Regions from separate parts of the Oryctolagus cuniculus genome. Here region 2 is linked to region 1. A link is a contact called in public Micro-C data. All regions are on one chromosome and are shown on one strand. The core of a region is the stretch at or near the end of the contact, and the rest is flanking DNA. Distances in the headings are between cores, read along the strand shown.

Region 1 (2,839 bases), core at 121-2,620:
CAAACAATCTTCTTTCCAGAGAGCTTTATAAAAGACAGAAAATAACTATTTGCTTATATTTATATAATTTACTGATTCAAAATCATTAACTATGATCAATCATCTATTACTAAAAGTCACACATTTTTCTCCTATAAGTTGCAAATGTCACAGGGATTTTGAATAGTGATTTTTTAAATGTACTCTAGAATTGTTTTTTAAAAAAAGTAGTTTTGAAACATATAAAGAGATGAACATTAAGAAAACTAGTCCCTTCAAAGAAAATTGTTTAATTATTAAAAATAGCAGTCACGAAAATATTTTCAAAATATTCTTGTTCAATAATGAACATGATGGTAATATTTACATTTTAGTTGTTGGATATTTTAGTTTCAACTAAAAATTTTTTGGGAATTCTCCAAAAAGTTATACTTCATTGGAGCCATGGTTTTACAGCAGTTAATCCTAAGAGCTGGAAACAAACTTTTTTTATGAGCAAATTTTTGACTTAAAAAGCCTCATCAATGTTCTTTTTCCCCTTATGGCAAGTGGCAATAGCCTGAGTTGCCACCAGTTGACTATAAGAGCTTTTAGTTTAAGCCATAAGTATCAGCAAGTTACATATAGAATGTCACATAATTCAAATCAAGGAAAAAGACGCAAAGTAAAAATGGGCGATTTTGTAACATACTTCCTTTTGAGCTGATTAAAGTTAAATATATTAAAATGAACACGAATATCAAATGACTGATAACTGTACTGAACCCCAGAGGAGATCTGATTGGAAACATCCAACATCGCTTTAAAGCCTCAAGCCCACTCCTTTGAAAGACCACCTCCAGCGCGCACTGGTAGCCCCTCTGGGCGCTTCTGTCCCCCTCTGAGAAGGCCGGCAAGGCACGTGCTGGGCAGGCAGCCGCAGTGGACGTGGGTCAGCCCCACGCCACGGGGCGCCTCGCGCTGCTCCTGCCTCCCGTGGCAGGTGGGAGGCCGCGCACCGCACCTGAGACGCGGCGGGCTCGGCCCAGCTCTTCCCCGAGAGAGGGGCATCCACTGCTCTCAACCACCCCCTGGCCAATGGGTTTGGGAATGATTAAAAAAAAAGTGACGGCGAAAATAATGCACTTCAAAATCAAGAGTTCGAGCCACAGGAATCATAGGACCCAGCTCCATCACGTCGTCTGGCTTAGCTTGCAAATGATCCTCCACCCGAACTCATCGCATCTGTCCCTAGTCTTGGAAGAACAACTTGAGTTCTTCAAGATACGCGCCCAGCTTGCTCAAAAACTTAGCATTTTTCCTAAAATAAGACACTATTTCCCCCCCGCACCCATCAGCCTCAGATCTGACGGAATGAGGTTCTCAGGGTCAACCCCGAGCACGCCACGCGAACTGAAGGGCCGGCCACACGTCCTGCGAATCTGGGGCGCATCGCCCAGGACGCCACCGAGGGGCCACGCAGCGAGGCGACTCACCTCGGCGGGGGGAGGCGACAGGAGGAGCCCAGCGGCGCAGCCTTCGGATCCCCGGCGGAGGCCCTCTCCTCACCTACGGCTGACCTTATATAAAAGCAGCGGCCCGGCTACTCCCAGTTTCTGCCTCCTCACCTTAGGCTCCTCCCCACATACCGAGGCATAAAGGACCACGGCTACACGCCCGCCCGCCCGCCCGCCGGCCGCCGCCCCCACGCCGGGGCCACCGCGTTCCGGGCAGCCCGCGCCGCCTCCGGGCGCCCCGGCGGCCGAGGATGGAGCGCCCGGCGCGCGCGCAGCCCGCCACGCGGGGCTCTGCCCTCCCTGCACCTGGGCACCGGCCCGCGAGCCCCGAGCCACCGGCCCACGCCGGCGCCCCTCGGCTGGCACGGGGCCCGCTCCGCGCCTCGGCGCACCGCAGGCGGGGCGGCACCGAGCTGTCACCAGGATCCCCGCGAGCGCTCGCCGCCTGAGTTCCGGGGACCGGACGCGACCTCCCTGACTGGCTCCTCTTGAGTCCCGCACGCCCTGCCCTGAAGTTCCCTCCGCCGGGGTCCGTCCCAGGAGCCCGCGCCCCCGGGCTCGCGCCGGGACCGTCCGCACCTCACGCGCGGCCCCTGCCCTGCACCCAAGTTCTGCTCCACGCGGGACGCGACCCTCAGCACAAGCCCCCATCACCCTGTCGCCCGCGACCCCGTCGGCTCCGATCCTCTCGGGCCACAAGCCCTGGTCAGCCCGGGTTCCCCTCCGCCAAATCCCTTCCGCCCTCTCCCCTCCGTCCCGGCCCCCGGCGACCCGCGCGACCCCTCTGCCGCGCCGGCTGCGCGCGCTCGGTCCCTCCGCGTCCTCCCGCCCCGCGGGCCGCGTGGCCCCGGGCGCCGCCGCCGGGCACCCGACTCTGACCTGGGGCGGCGGCGTGGCGCCCGCTGCGGTGTCCCCGGTGGCTGACCCGAGCGCCCCAGGCGGCGGCTCCCGCTCGGACTCGGGCCCCGAGCGCGGTGGGCCCCGCCTGCCCGCGGCCGAGCGGGACCGGGGCCCGGAGCGGGGGCGGGCCCGGGGCGGGGGCGGCCGGGGGAGCGGCCGGGGCTGGGCGCTGCCGCCCGCGCACGGTGGTAGGGTCGGAGGCGGCGGTGCCGGGACTCGAGCCCCTCTCGGCGCCGACTGCCCGGTCCCGTCCGCTCCTCACGACGGCCGCTGGGAGGCGGCCCAGAAATGGTCCCATTTCACAGAGGAAGGGACCCGAAGCCGGGGAGGTGCCGGCGTCCGGGGCAAGCTGATCTTCCAAATCAGTTAAAGCATATTTGGGGTCACCTGGCTGACCGCAGGACCCGCTGGAGCCCCGCGCGTTCAGCCGCCCTCCCTTGCATTTGTAATTTACATCGTTATTC
Region 2 (2,839 bases), core at 171-2,670, 120 kb after region 1:
TCAGGGTTAGGATTAGGGGTGCTGGCAAACTAAAGCAGGTCCCTGTAGGAGACAGGATGGTGAGAAGCCTGGGAATGACATCTTTCTTCATATGACTCTGGGCAAGTTAATCTCTTGAGTCTTACGTTTCACAAATGGGAAAATTGTACGGATTAAATTAGGTAACCGTGGAAGCAGCTAGGGCTCAGCAGGAAACTAAAACTGGTCCGGTGTTAACCTGAATAGTGTCCAGGCCTGGCTTCCTGGCATGAGAGGTGTTTGGGATGGGTCTGGACAAACTGATTAGGGACACTGTCATGGGGCTCATGTGGTTCACTTGTGACTTCTACAAGCTCTACTGGCTCTGGACTTCCATTAATTCTTTCAAGCGTTTTTCAGTTCTTTAGATGTCTGAGCTAAGAGGCAAGTCCTTTTTAGCTGCAGTGTTGAACCCAACAAGACTCTGGGGCTACTAAGCCCAAGCAGAGGTGTCCTGTAGGCACAGACCTTGAGGAGGAGGGTGCTATTGTCCCCCACTGACACCAACGAGGCTGGCATCCAGCCAAAGGCTGCAGTCACCAAACAAGTCCGGGAGGCAGGACAGAGCTGGTGAAAGCTCAGAGACTCCCCAGTTTCATGGGGCCAGCACTCAGCTGCCAAGAGAGGAGACCAAGGGTTTTCCTTATACAAGGTCACAAACATCCAGTTCTCTTTCCCCAGTGCTCCAGTGGTAGCACTAAACAGGCACAGTGTATGGTGTCATGGAGAAGTCCCTGGACTAGGGACCAGAAGATCCAGCTCTCCTGCTTAGCAGCTGTGTGACCCTGAACTCATTTGCAGTCTCACTACTGACTTGTGCACCAAAGAATTACCAGGCCAACTGTCTTATAAGGGCTGTGAGGCTTAAAACAGTGAATGTGTTTTATAAACTGTAAAGTGCTAGGCAAAGTACTGACGTGAGCATGACTATTATTTAAATAATAATAAATATAAATCCAAAGAAATGAAGCTCTAATGCTGGAATTTCATGCATCAGTGACGAAGATATTGCTGGGTGGCTTCCGGTCACCTGGTACACAGTCGTGTCCTGCGTGGGGGATTCTGAGCTGGGCTGTACGTATCAGGCCCTCTGCCTATCACTCAGCTCCAGCAAGATCCCTCAGAAACAGTAAACACTAGCTCTTGAGGCGACCTGAAAGGAAGTCCTGGCCTTGGAGAAAAACCAAGTCCATGGATGAGCTCTGCGGCTTTCTGCCATACTGTGGCTTCCAGCAGATACGCAGAGAGAGAGCAGCTCCTGCTTGAGGTCCCGGCAGGAAGGAGAGGCACCCGTGACTCAACTCTGGAGAGGCTGCTGGCCTCAGCCCAGCTACTCCACCACGGAGGAAGGCCAGCGCTTGCTCAGCAGATCTGAGACAGGAAATTGGGAAAGGGTCCCAGGGTCCGGCCCAGGCAAAGGGGCAGGCCAAGTTCTTTGCCGGACACGCCACAGAACAGTTCTGATCAGCTCCCCCAGGCCTGCTCCCCCGGTCTAAGACCCTAGGGAGAGTGAGGCAGCCGGAAGGAATGTGGTCAGGAGGTTGTAGGTTCAGTCAGAGCAAAGGGGACAGCATGAGTCCAGGCACCCTGGGACCCTCGTGGGCTCACTTCCGCAGTCACCAGTGCCTACCTTCCTTCCCTGGAAGGCTATAAAAGGTGCTCTTCCTTCCTTTCCGAGGAGAACGGCCGCTCTGCAGGCAGAGCTTATCTCCTCGACCGGGGCCCCTCCCACAACCCAAGGACACAAGAAATATCCCATGGGCAGCCCGTGAATCCTATGGGGGCACGGAAGGCCAGGTCACCAAAGGTCAGAATGTCAGCCTCAAGTGATTAAAGATGTCCCTGAAGTTAAGCTAGTCCCCAAAGAGTCAGTTTCTCTTAATAGTCTGTTACAGGATCCAGTCACAAGTGACTTCGTCTGAACCTGCCCCGCATCTCCTCGCAGTCTCAGCTTATACTCACTGGGGAACAAATTCTCTGAAGCAGACTCTGCTGTGGGAAGCAGGAAGGCTTCTCTTTGTCCTAAATTTACCTCTTCTAAGCTCAGTTCCATGTTTGGGATGTGAGGGACAACTGTGTGGCCTCCCTAACTGCAAAGCCCTCAGACCCCGTTTCTCAGAACGGGGAGCCCCTTTCCCAGTCCTGGCAGCCTTGCACTCAAGAGACCTCAACTCCTCCAGCCTTTGTGGGTGGACACACCTGGCTGCAAACATTTTGAGTCTCTCTTTCAACAGCAGAGCCAGTAAACTAGGGCCTGCAGAATGTCCCACCACAGACGAGAGCTTATCTGGCCCCAGTCCCTTGATTTTGAATGTGTCTCATGGTCTTTTTCAGGTCCTGTGGCTAGAGTCAGGGTGGGACACAGCATCCCGGGTCTGGAAGGGGATTTTCAAATTAACCTCCAGTAGCCCCAGACCAGCTCACCTCCGACACAGCCCTGACAGGCAGCTCGTCCCACCTCTGCCTGATCATCAGCAGTGATGTGGCCATCACAGGCGCTTCCCAGAGCAGCCATTTCCTCTCTCGGTGCCTACTCCTTACCCTAGGTCAAACCCCATCTCCTGGGAGACTTGACTCTTGGAGCCAGTTCTATCTCATGACAGCATTAAGCTTGAGATGCTACTCAGGGTTCCCCGAGAGGACAGCTATTCAACTCCAGTTCCTTCAACTTTCACTCACAGGAAAGATTTGCCAAATGCCTCCACCACGGGGCTTTCTCCCCTGAGCGAATTCCAGCTAGATTTGGCCTGTCATTCCTACACTGCAACCTCAGACTGGAAGCAACATTACAGGTGTGGTCTGATCAGCTCAGGATAGAAGA

What was found. Hi-C and Micro-C count contacts between places; a contact is called where the count stands out from the background.
Region 2: a Micro-C map of ear pinna shows a contact between it and region 1, with 2.2 times the contacts expected there. The contact joins the enhancer-like site here to the promoter of PPARG in region 1. A contact is called at or near these places in 2 of 6 Hi-C or Micro-C datasets (ear pinna and an unstated tissue).

What each region holds. Positions count from the first base shown.
Region 1 is chr10:114,951,133-114,953,971 of mOryCun1.1, forward strand. It overlaps PPARG (peroxisome proliferator activated receptor gamma), which reads right to left and starts at 1,371. Exons shown (of 8, transcript NM_001082148.1): 1 at 983-1,371.
Region 2 is chr10:115,066,676-115,069,514 of mOryCun1.1, forward strand. All of the region lies in intron 10 of SYN2 (synapsin II), which reads right to left. Among named protein-coding and RNA genes, the nearest start is that of TIMP4, 20 kb to the right of the region's middle. Within about 2 kb of position 1,421, at least 4 of the 8 cell types and tissues checked have an H3K27ac peak or open chromatin away from gene starts, as enhancers often do. A contact at or near this core is called in ear pinna, where this site is marked.